2 separate regions of the Mus musculus genome follow, and region 2 is linked to region 1. The links are chromatin contacts, called in public Micro-C maps. All regions are on one chromosome and are shown on one strand. The core of a region is the stretch at or near the end of the contact, and the rest is flanking DNA. Distances in the headings are between cores, read along the strand shown. Region 1 holds the start of Tmod1 (tropomodulin 1). Region 2 holds the start of Foxe1 (forkhead box E1).

Evidence for each region. A called contact is a pair of places that touch in the nucleus more often than the background predicts.
Region 2: a contact with region 1 is called in a Micro-C map of embryonic stem cells, with 1.7 times the contacts expected there. The contact joins the promoter of Foxe1 here to the promoter of Tmod1 in region 1. A contact is called at or near these places in 2 of 39 promoter capture datasets (embryonic stem cells and stem cell-derived epiblast-like cells), 2 of 484 Hi-C or Micro-C datasets (both in embryonic stem cells) and 1 of 9 other capture datasets (adipose tissue).

Annotation. Positions count from the first base shown.
Region 1 is chr4:46,035,795-46,042,071 of GRCm38.p6, reverse strand. It overlaps Tmod1 (tropomodulin 1), which reads right to left and starts at 2,850. Exons shown (of 10, transcript NM_021883.2): 1 at 2,763-2,850.
Region 2 is chr4:46,341,301-46,347,577 of GRCm38.p6, reverse strand. It overlaps Foxe1 (forkhead box E1), which reads right to left and starts at 3,934. Exons shown (of 1, transcript NM_183298.2): 1 at 1,804-3,934. The coding sequence starts at 3,384. The coding sequence ends at 2,269. Gm12446 (predicted gene 12446) reads left to right here and starts at 4,097. Exons shown (of 6, transcript NR_165272.1): 1 at 4,097-4,239.

The DNA of each region.
Region 1 (6,277 bases), core at 1,601-4,100:
GCTTTAAGGGAAAGTGAACTGGCCTCTTTAGAAATGTTGGCAGCCTGGGCTGGCCCATTAGTAAGACTGAAAAATCAAAACACTGTCCGGAAGAAGCCATATGACTGGGCTCAGCAGAAGTCATCAATAGATGACATCATCTCAGAAGTTAGCAAGCCAAGGTCATGGGGCCCCCAGAGCAGGGTCAGCTCACCCTTCACGGCTCACAGATACTGAGTCAGCCAGGGGACACAGGGGCCCAGACCAGAGCCTGCTTCATTCTAACTCCCCCCCACCCCCAAGCCCCCCCTTTATTTTTGCTCAGCAAAGTCTAGAGGGTTGAAAGCCACTTGCAAAGCTGGTGACATATGGCATGTTCTTAAGGAAGGACCTCAATCCTGCCATGGGCACACCCCTCAGATTCTCTTACACTCTGTGGTTGCCCCTTGATTTGCCTCTACCACTTATGCTGGCCATGTCACAAACACTGAGGGCTGCCCTCTGCCCCAGCTCTGACTGCCTTTCTCATCTACGCTCTGAGAGAGTTGGGAGCTGTCTCTACTTAAGCTCCAGCCTCTGTCTCCTTAACCACATCCTCACAAGGTACTGGGCAGGGTCTAACGAAGCTCAGGGCTTGCCCATCATCACTTCCTATCACAGCCTGAATGAAGTGTCCACTATGGCTAGCCCTGTTGTACACAGGGGGAAACTGAGGGCACCAGCTTGGTCTCCAGCCAATCCTAGTTTTTAATGCTCGGCTGTGCTGCAACCAAGTCCCCAATGCCTACCCTGGATTCTGACGGAGTCTCCACACTTCTCAGCATTCTATCCCTGTGTAGTAACTGTGCCCACCTCTCCACTAGGCTCTTGGAAGGCTGCAGCCCCCTCTACCCTCACCCCCCCACACACACACACACCTGGACTCCTGGGGTCCTCATCCCAGATCTGGTGCCCCAGATCTCCCCTGCACTTCCTTTTTCTCCAGCTAGAGGGCTTCCCAGAAGACTTCCAGCCCTGCCTCTTCTGCACTCCAGCGCCACTAAAGACCATCCTGTCCACTAAGGTCATTTCTCAAGGTCACACTGAGTGGGTAACAGAGCCGGGGCTGGAGCTAGGGGCCTGAACTCCTGGCCATTCCCTTTATTGCTTAGAGCTGACACCACCTAGTCCCTGTGTTCTGTAGTTAAGCTGCAGCCAAGAGCCCTGCCCAAGAAGGGAGAGAAGGTGTGAGACTCTGATAAGGTGGGCTGGGCTATTTTTAGAGGGCTCTAACTTCCCACTTAGGATGCGAGGCACCCAAGAGCCAGTGGCTGTCTAAACCGTGGACTGCAAGGCTAGCTCATTAGAGAGCAGATGCCAGAGTGACAGGCGCCCTGTCTTCACTCTGCCTGTTTGTTGTGAGGTTTGAAGTCGGTGAGAATCTTCCTATTGGGTGATTCCCCTTTCACTCATTTATCTGTGAAGCCCGGAGATAGCTTTAGAGAAAACGGAGCGATCTTCAGGATCTATTACTAGACTCTCCACACTATTACTCCAGCCTGGGAAAGTCCCAGACATTAGCAGATCACAAAAGAGGGGTGCAGAGTCCCCAAACCTGCCAGGAAAGGTCGGTAGAGACAGGAAAGGCAAGCAGACTGCAGTGGGGGTTGGCATGACCTTGAGCAAAGGGTTCTGAAGCCCTTACAGGGGCAACAGTGGGACCCAGGGTGAAAGATAAACCCTGTGGGAGGGAGCCCCCACTAAGAAAGAACCCAGAATCTGGGTTTAGAGTCTGGCTCTGCCAGGTCTTCGGAATCTCATGGGGAAAGCTGAGAGAGGTAACTAAACAGAGAGCTGGGGAGGTTCCGGGTTAAGGGAGTTATCACAGGTGCCACACAGGGAACTGAATTGCCTGAGCCTGCCCAGTTCATTTGGTCACTTGTTTTGCCGAGGTGCTGCTAGCAACTCAGCCTAGAGATGCTCCCAAACACCCCAGGCACACTTCCCAGGCTATTCCGAGGGCCACAGTGGGTCCTAGGCCAGGATTTGAGTTCCAAGAGCCACCAAAGTCTCTGACTTTTGCAGCTGTGTCCTCAGCATCCTTACCCTGCCTGAAACTGCAGAACAGGTGCAGGGGAGTGTAGGCAGTTCAGAGCACGCCCTGGCCACTCTCGTGGCCCCGGGTACCATCTCTTTGAAGGACCCTAACTTCACCTTACAAACAGGAAAACGAGATCCAGAAAAGAAAGGAGGGTTGCCTAGGCCGCCCCTCAAACTGGAGACAACCAGTGGCCTCCTGCCTCTACCTGGTTGCGCGCAGCGAGGCAAGCGCAGCTGGTGCTTTAAACCTCAGCTAGTTCCAGCAGTTTGGGAAACTTTTCAGGCGCCGGCCAGATCGGTGCTCAGAGGACTCAGCGTCCCCCGAGCGTGTATCCCCTTCCTCCCCAGACTCCCAGGAGGGCTCGTGACCAGCTCACAACGTGCCAATGCCCAAGGCACCCCGGGCGGCTCCCAAGGTCCCCGGGAGACCAGGTCTAGTGCCCCGGGCGCCCTGACTAGGGTTGGGCGCATCAGGCTGCAGGGACGCTTAGCGCCAGCGACCCGATCATCAGGCTGGGGAACCGGACCCCGATCCCCGAAGGCCACCCGAGGCGGCGGCTATTTATAGAGGGAACCGTGCTCAGTCCCTTCTCAGCGGCTGCGACAGCTGAATATTTTGCCCAGATATGGCTGCGCCCCGGCGCGGCGGCAGGGAGCCCCGCGAGGCCGAGGGGGACCTAGGGATGGCGGGCGGGGGGTCTTACCGGGATGCGGGGTGGCGCGAGCGCGGGCGGCGGCAATGAGCGGAACGCGGGGCTTGGCGAGTTCCCTGGCGGCCGCGGGTGGGAAGCCGGGGGCGGGCCCTGTTCTGCTGTCACCGCGCCCCGCCCCAACCCGCCGCCCTCCCCGCCCTCCTGCTCTACCAGGGGCGACAGGGTGCTGCGCGGTCCCCGGCCTGGGAGCAACACTCGCTATTAGGATCTAGGGCCACCCCAGCCCCGGAGGCAGGGGAATGTGTGGTTCCCTGCCTTGTTCTCGGTTTCTCCAACTTGATTTTATGCTACGTTGGAGGTATCTGGACAAAGTCGCGCAGATCTTTACTCTCGTCTAGAATGTTCCAGTAAAGTCAGCACAGCTACACCTAGCTTCCTTTGAAGAGGCAACCTGTCCCCTCGGCCAGGACTGGCACGGGCCCAGGGCTTAATAACCATCTGTGGACGTGCAATTCCAACGCAGAATTGAACGCCTTCTCCCTACACAGCATTGAGACTGGAGCGTCCGAAATCACCACTTAAAATAATCGGAATGAAAGTTCCTCCTTCTTAAAAGGCTAATGTGTTCTCTCCAGAACAAACCACTTAAACCCAAACCGAAGCCTTTAAGTGTTTCAATAAACAAACGGCTCCTACCAACGAATCCAAACAGGCACAGGGAACATCTCCGTTGGATTATCCTACCGTATTTTTTGGTGAGGGAAATCTTAATTCCTAGATGCCTAAGGAGAAACGCTGAAAAGTATTTTCCTAATGCATTACTGTATTATAAAACCCTCGCCCTATTAAGAATGTCCTTTTCAAGGGAGAAGTGGGGTGTATTTTTAAACAAAGCAGGGACTTACTATTCCCAAGGACTTATTTTTAAGCGTTTTGTTGTGGGTGTAAATACTTTCAGGGCACATATTAGTGTGTAGCTTTCTGAATTTTATAGTAAGAACACCTGTGCAAGCCAACCAACAGCCTGACCCCGCTCCCCAGTCACCCACCTCTCCCTTCTAAGACACTGTTTTGTGGACCCTTCCAGAAGTCTTGCCCTTATTGTCAGGTTGGTGCCTCTTGCTCGCTGCTGAGGCTAATTTGTGACGCACCATTCTTTCCTACTGTTCAATTTATAGGTTTCATCCCCAGCGAATTTACCATATGAACATAATATGGTATTTCCATATGAATGCATCCTATTTTAAAAGTGTACTTTGCTAGTAGTGGAAATTCAGAATATTAGTGTGGCTCAGATTATTCTTTCTCATGGTCTGCAGGAAGCTGAGTTGGAGAGTTGAGTCTCTAGGAGAGATGAGCAGAGGATTAATGCTACTTGCAAGTGGTTCCCACTTAAGTTAAACCACTTCGGTTTAACAAGAATTGCTACATTGTAGCTACACTGGTAGAGAGGAGCCGCATTCATTGAGGCTTTGATCCACAACACCAATGCCCTGTGTTCACATTTGCTGACACCTTTTTGTTTATTGGCCAGCTGGATTTTCTTTTTTTGTGAAGTGTTCGTTCAAACTTCTTGCCTATTTTTACCGAAATACCCAATATATCAACACAATATGGACACATACCATATACCACATATGTAATATGCAACAGTGCGTATCCTTCCACTTTGCTCTTTCTCCTCCAGCCTTTTAAAGACAGCTGTCTCTGGCTCCCAGGTGCTCTGCCAGCTGTGTCTGGTACTTTGCTACCTTAGTCTCTCACAGGCAGGGCTCTGGTCCACTGGGAATGGACTCCGGACTTCAATACAGGCTAGTGGCTAAATTCATGTGTGTGTCAAGCGACCTCACATCACACTAATTTTATCCTTCCATCAAAAAACATAAATGCTTTAAGAATGGAAATGTTTAAGTCAGGGAAATAGGAAAGGCTTCCTTTGGTTGTGTACAATTCAGGGATCTGTGTTCTTTTCTGCTGCTGAAAGACATGGCTATAAAAATCATGACTTTGCAGCTATTGGATGGAACACAGGGCCCCCAATGGAGGTGCTAGAGAAAGTACCCAAGGAGCTAAATAGGGTCTGCAACCCTATAGGTGGAACAACAATATGAAATAATCAGTATCCCCAGAGCTCGTGTCTCTAGCTGCATAAGTAGCAGAAGATGGCCTAGTCGGCCATCACAGGGAAGAGAGGCCCCTTGGTCGTGCAAACTTTATATGCCTCAGTACAGGGGAACACCAGGGCCAAGAAGAGGGAGTGGGTGGTTAGGGGAGTGGGTGGGGGAGCATGTGGGGGACTTTTGGGATAGCATTTGAAATGTAAATGAAGAAAATACCTAATAAAAACATTTTAAAAAATCATGACTTTGCCTTAACTCAAACATTTATGTTCTGGAAAAATTTTTATTTCATCATAAATAATTATTTTAATCACTGGCATAAGTATTCTTAAATCTTGCTATTTTGGAAGAGTTTTTATTTCATAATAAACAATTATTTTAGTTAGTGGCATAAGTGTTCATGAGTATTTAAAAATACATTTTTTAAAAGCCAGAATACTTTGTTTGTTTGTTTTGTTTTGTTTTTTTCAAGACAGGGTTTCTCTGTGTAGCCTTGGCTGTCCTGGAACTCACTCTGTAGACCAGGCTGGCCTTGAACTCAGAGATCTGCCTGCCTCTGCCTCCCAAGCGCTGGGATTAAAGGCGTGTGCCACCACGCCCGGCTGGCCAGAATATTTTTTATACATTTAAGATGGAAAGCTTTAAAAGTCCTGGTCTTTTCTTTTCTAGTATTGCTTTCCCTAGTTTTTCTCAAATAAAAAGATGACTTTAAGAAAGTTTGTCTCCAGCCTGGTTTTCTCCTTGAAGTCCACTCACTTCCTATTCCCAATAGCCTCTGAGCATCTTCCCAGCAGTCTACTAGTTCAAATACAATGTGCTCAACCCAGACATTCACCTTCCACTCAGGCCTGGGTAAGGCACCAGCCTGGGTAAGGCCTGACTTTGCTTTGCTCCCACGCCTCCTGTATCTATGCTGTCTATGCTAAGATTCTAATTAAGAACTTCAGGATGTCTTCAATGTGTTTATTATTCCAGTGCTCTGCCCTTAGTCTGGGGGTTTCTCCACCTCATCCTAACCACAGCTAAAGCTTACAATCCACCCACTCGCCCGTCTGTCCACCAGTAAGCCAGCACATGCTGCACTGTCCAAAATGTCATTCTGTCTATGTGGATGACACAAGAAGTGATCATGTAACAGTTACAGAATCTAAAATGGTCTGTCCTCTTCCTGGTTCCATGATGCTGTGACATCCCATAACCAGTTAGCCAGCAATCGGCAAGGGTGGGAGTACAGACTGTATGCATGCTGTCAGGCAGTACAATTCAAGAGTCATCCGTCCATGAGCAGGTATTCATGGTGTGCTACTGGATAAAGAGATGGCTAGGAGTTGTCCCAAGGGGCCGTCATACTTGAGATGACTAAGACAGACAACTAGCTGGCTGTCTACTCTTAAGGTGCAGTGATACCAGGACCTGGAGAGGCATGCTCACATTTCACTGGAGAGC
Region 2 (6,277 bases), core at 2,685-5,184, 300 kb before region 1:
AGTTTCTGATAAAGCTGATTCTCCGCCCCCCCCCCCCCTTCTTGCATCTGCCTGTCTCTTTCCTTCCCTTTTAAGTTTTGGAAGGTCTGAGGTAGCAATCACAAAATCCCATTTTGTAAATGAGGGCACTAGAGAAAAGGCTGTCTTAATGTTAATGGTCTTGTCAAGGCACCCAATTTGAGAATTAGAATACACAGGCTCAGTTCCGGAACTAATAAGGGCAAACACTGCTCCTTTTTTAGCCTGGGGGAGAACGTGTCAGGGCTGATGGTCAACTTCCAGTCTTTGAGAAGTAGGCAGGGCTCCAGGCCTTAACACAGAACTAGACTAGCACACAGAACCCTCAACCCCGTACCTGGAAAGCTCACCTGAAGAAGGGACCTCAGCACCTGAAGTCCAGAGTTACAGGGCTGAATGTCATCTGCCTCCAACGGGCTTCTATCATCACAAAGTCAGAAAAGGCTGTTGGGCACTTGAGTATGGCTGGACCAAAGACCAGCTGTAAATTAACCTAGCTCCAACATCCGAAGGCATGGATAGAAGAAAAGGGCAGATAAACGGTGTCTATCTTGAGTATGTGGAAACCATATTTCAGATATATTGAATGAAATGCAATCTACTATTACAACCAATAACACTGTTAATTTTTTCTTTTGATTAATGTAGCTACTAGAACAATTTAAATTACACTCGTGGCTTGTACTGTATTCCTGTTGGAGGTGTGATTTAGTTAAATACTCCTCTGTTAGGAACGAATTTCACATATTTTTGTGAACAGGACAGAAAGTCTCTCTCTCTCTCTCTCTCTCTCTCTCTCTCACACACACACACACACACAGAGAGAGAGAGAGAGAGAGAGAGAGAGAGAATCACCAATGCTTTCATGACATCTTTTCACAGTCTCCCCCTTCTTTACCAAGCTAAATACACAGAAAGAGGCCATGTTTCTCTTGTCCAAGTTCACTTGCTCAATTATTATTATTATTATTATTATTAAATCAGTCTACCTAGAAACTCTGGTCTTTCTGAAGGAGGGGAGTGGAGCCCCTCCTCAACGCTAGATATTTTTGTTCTAAAATCATAACTTCTCAAGAGAAAGATGAAGACATGTTGGATTTGTTTTTTCCTCTGACGTTGAATTCTAATTTCTGTGAACCTGCTGCCTAAAACAAACAAGATACGGAATGAAATTTAAAAACATTTTTAAAATAAAAAAGATCGCTTTGTTAACCATCCAATCTATTATTACTTTTTCCTTCCCCTTTGTTGGAGGAGGGTGCGGAAGCAGGAGTGTGCAGGAAACAGGACAAACAGCTCCAGTTAAGGAAGGTCTCCTTATCAGAAAATCCGATTTTTCACTGAGCGGTCACTGCTGAAGAATGACCAACACATCCCTCTCTCTCTCTCTGTCTCAAAAAAAAAATTCAATAATTAGGGCACAATCTCTACTTGGAGTCAGTCCTGGGACTTTGGAGTAAATACCAATTTACCAATGATCTGATCCCATTCCTGGATGGCCTTTGGACATTAGTGGCTACTGGGAAGCCCTGGGTGGCTCACCAATGCTGCCAAATATGGAAGGTAGGCACCTAAGTTAATGGGAGGGGGTTTAAAAATAAGAGGGTAGAATCACACAGTTCTGTATGGCAGACTAAAAATTCAGGTGTTGGGGCTGGATCACACCGAAGAATTCTCAGTTATGATTGAGACCCAGGCTTGTGATTCTCCGAGACAGAGAAAACTAGCCCAGCTGAACCGAACTATTTCTTTTTAAAAGCAAACAATTTTGCAAACTTGTTCTCATTTGAATTATAAAGACACTGTCCGAGCCTTTTATTGGGTACGATAGTCAAAAGTACAAGACGCGAGCATGTAAAAAGCCCGAGTTTGGCGTGGCATAGCACACGGTGAAGCCTTACGACTCCACCACAGTTCGGGATCCTAGATTCTGGCGTACATAGCTCTGCAACTCTCCACCCTTTACAGCCTAGGGCCCTCCCTAGTAGAACTGCAGAAAGTCATGCTCTTTGGAGTTTCGCGTCATCGAGGGTCCTTTGTGTCAGGCCAAACGCGGCCGTGGCCTCCCTACGTCCGCCCACGTCCAAATCGGGGCTGTGAACAGTGCAAGACACCGAGCCTCCACGGCCCTCAGGGGGCCTCGCACGTGAGTCTCAGTACAATACACGTTTTAGTCCTGTCCGCCGGTCTCGGGGGATTTACATCTTTCAGAACGTCCTGGAGTTAGTGAGGTTTCGTGCCTACCCGGGCTCACATGGCAGACACGAACCGATCCACCGCGCCGGGGTAGGCGGTGGCGTGGCGGGAGTGGTAGGCACCGCCACCACCGGCTCCGAGTTGCCCACCGGGATTGTAGCAGGGTCCCAGCGCCGCTCCGAACTGGCCCGGCGACGTGCGCCCGTAGAAGTCCACCGTGGCCTCCACGCCGCCGCTGCCGCCTCCCGCGGGGGGCGAGGCCGGTCCGGCCAGGCGGCCCGCAGCAGCGGCGAAGAGCGCACTGCTCGCTCCTTGCGGGTACGCGCCGTCGGGGCCCGCGTAGGCGGCGGCATAGGCGGCGGGGTTGACCGGCCGCGCTCCGGTGCACACCGCCGGCTGGAAGCTCCCGGTGCCCGCCGCGCCCGCCGCAGCCGCGAAGGCGCACGAGCCGCCGGCCGCTGACGGCGCGGGGCCCAGATCGGGGCTGAGCGGCCGCTCGGGAACCAAGCCGAAGACCCGGCAGGGCCCCGGCGACGCGGCGGGGTAGTAGACCGGCGGAGGCGCGGCGAGTGGCGGCGCGTAGCCCGCATAGACGGCGCCCGGGTAAGCCGGCCTTGCGGCAGGCACGGCGCCCGGGAAGATGGCGGCAGCGGCAGCGGCGGCGGCAGCGGCTGCATCGTGCATGTAGGCCGGGTAGGTGGACAGGTCCGAGCGCTTGAAGCGCTTGCGGCGGCGCAGGAAGCTGCCGCTTTCGAACATGTCCTCGGCGTTGGGGTCGAGCGCCCAGTAATTGCCCTTGCCCGGGCGGCCCGCCTCGCGCGGGATCTTGAGGAAGCAGTCGTTGAGGGTGAGGTTGTGGCGGATGCTGTTCTGCCACTTCTTGGGGTTGTCGCGGTAGAACGGGAAGCGCTCGGTGATGAACTTGTAGATGCCGCCCAGAGTCAGGCGGCGCTCGGGCGCGTGCGCGATGGCCATAGCGATGAGCGCGATGTAGCTGTAGGGCGGCTTCCCCCGCTGCAGGGGGCGCTTGCGTCGCCGTCCTCCCGCGCCGCGACCCGCAGCCTCCGCCGGGACCCCCGCGCCCGCCGCCGCCGCCTCACCGCGCTCTTCCTTCACGGCCGCCAGCGTCTCGGGCTGCGGCGGGGGAGGCGGCGCGCTCTCGGCCGTCATGGCGCCGCGGTCCCTCCCCCCCGTACCCCCCGTCGTCTTCAGCTGTAGACGACCGCTCTGGCCGCAATCCCGATCCCACGGGAGCCGACGCCGGGGCTTTGCAGCGGGCACCGAGAGCGCTGAGGGCAGGGAACTTCGGGGTCTGGAGCGCTGAGTCCACCGACGGCTCCTGTGGGGCACCGGCCAGAGGATCCTTGGCGCTCTGGTGCCAGGCGATCAAGGGGTCCGGACGTGGCTCGAAGGCCGGGGTGGCGGCAGCTGTTTGGGAGTCCCTGCGGGTCTGAGGATGACCGTCGAGGCGGTGCGCGTAGAGGAGGCTGCAGGCTGGGGTCTCGTGCCAGGGCCTTCAGTGGGGGCACCGTACACCCCTGCAGGGGCCGCCCATGCCGCACCCCTACGGTGGAAGGTACAACCCAAGCGGAGGGCAGAGAGGCGAGACGGGCGAGCGGGCCGGGCCAGGTGGCGAGCAAGTGCTCCGTTCTGCGGCTCTGAACTCCAGCACGGAGTCCGGCCGGCGAGGCGCTCTCCTGCACACACCTGGGCCAGCTCCTCCCTCCGCTGGCTTCTCCTCCTTAAAGGCGCCAGCAAACGCGGGGCGTAGCCGCTTCCCTGCCCGCCCCCCCCCACTCCCCCCTTCCCCACCCCCGCGACGGGCACACCTCCCCAGGTAGCGGCTGGAGTCCCAAAACGTCAGAGCGGGGAGGGCGCCTGGAGATTCGGGGGCTGGCCCCCTCTGCGCGCCAAGCGGGAGACTGAGACTCCAGGAGCTCGGCCCAGCGCTCCTGAATCGGTCTTTGCGGAAAAGTTGTGTCTCACGTGGAAAGAGGGCTCATGGCATTTTCTTGTTCAGAGAGGGTAAGAACTGGACTAAAGTGGGGCGCGTTTAATTCTTGGGATGCCTTCCAAATCCAGGTTTAGGCTACCTGGCCCAATCTCTGGTGCAATTCATTTTCAGACAAGGATTCCCAGGTCTACAGCAACTTTGCTGCCCTCCGGTGCCTGCAGCCTGCGTCTGTTTTAGAGTAAGCTTTTCAGTTCGTGGTGAGGTAGTGCCACAGGGAGTCGCTTTACCAGGTTCCTGGTCTGTCCCGAAGTTTTGTATCTCAAGAGGTGTTTAGGGAAAGCCTCCTCGCCGCATCAGGGTCCTTAGGTGGCTTGGGACCCTTTTCTATATGCAGGAGAATGCCTGGTTAGCGAAGACTTGGCTCCTGCTGTCTGCAGTCGCCGCCTCTCAACCCCTCCACTACCACGGGGCCAGAGAGGGCCAGCCGCCTCTAGAGGTCTGAGTGAAGACTTGGGAGAGGATGCTGCAGTCAGTGCACAACTCTACTGGTGTATGCGTGTGTGTGCGTGCGTGCGTGCGCGCGCGCGCGCGCGCGCGTGTGTGTGTGTGTGTGTGTGTGTGTGTGTGTGTGTGTAGACTGTTCCAAAATGTCCGATTTCTGCCTTCCTCTGGCAGGATTCGGTGCTAGAGAGGGACTCCCAGCGGCGCAGCCCCACCTGCCTGGTTCGCTTTCTGGCCACTTTTGGAACTGGTTACGTTAGATTCCCAACTCAGGAATCTAAGATTTGGTTCTTAAGATCCTCACGGTGAAGCCAGTACCTTTCCTGAGCATGGGAATTGTGTAAGGAGCCGGACTGGAAAGAGACACACTGTGGAGGGTTCAGGTCTAACGTGGGTGGCCCAGCCTTCTGGTTTTATTGCGTTCTTCTTCAGTGAGCACTGGGTGGCTGCCTTTGAAAGAAAGAGGCAGAGAGCACAGATCCTCTCTCCTGCAGTCGACCTTGCTTGAAGACCTTCCCCAGCTCCTTGAATGCAGAGGGGCTTCCTGCTTGCTGCGGCCCCTCGCTCCTAAAGAAGCCAGGGGAAGCTAGATTTCTCACGTTTCTTTCCCCCCAGAGTAAACTTTAAGCCAATTATACGATTAGGAACGTCTGTGGTTCTCCATATTCCAAGATTTGTATTTCCAGATTTTAAATTCTGAGCGGTTATCTCAGTGTGAATCCCTACATTCTTGTGTCTATACAAATCTTCTAAGCGTCTAAAAGGCTGTAAATGGGCATTCAAGGTGGCTCGGCCTGTGCCGGCGCTTTCCACAAAGCCAAGGACTGAGAATGTCTCCTGGTAGTCCTCTGACTACTACAAAAGGTGTGCGTGTGTGCCTGCCGCCACGTCTTGTGCAACACACACACACACACACACACGCTCACACACACACGCTCACACACACACTAAATGTAAAAAATAAAAAGCCACTATGTACAGATGTTAGAACTACGGCTTTATGCCTGGAACTTGCTGCTCTATTGGAAGCTGCTTCTTTCTTTGAATTTTTTTTCTTTTCTACACTCTCAAGCATGTGTTATTTAATGTGAATTCCGATCCTAGGGTGTCTTACTGGAAGACCTGGGTCTTAATAAATGCATAATTGCTGTCTTCCTTACTTCCAAAATCGACTGTTTTGTAGGGGACTAGAAGAGCCTCAGTCTTGTGAGTTGTCTAATGTTCATTACAGTTTGCTTTAATGATTGTCCACGACTTTCTGATCACCCCCCCCCCCAACCGTCCTCTGACTCTGGCTAGAATCCTCCAGGCCCCCAGAGGTCTCTGGTCCTGCATCTCCATTCTTCCAGAATTCTGCTTCCCTCTGCTTGGTGGTACCTCAGTCTCCAGGGATTAGAATTCTCAAGATCATGACTACCAGGTTTGATGTTGGGTGGCGTTTGTGTGTGTGTGTGTGTGTAAGAGTCCTGAATTTTACTGCATACAATTTTATTCAGATGATGTACTCCTACACCCCATAGGGTGAGGGTTCTACTCATGATACAAAATTCTGACAAAGTTTACCCATTTGGATCAAAGCAATATAAACATTTCCTTCTACCCCTCCCC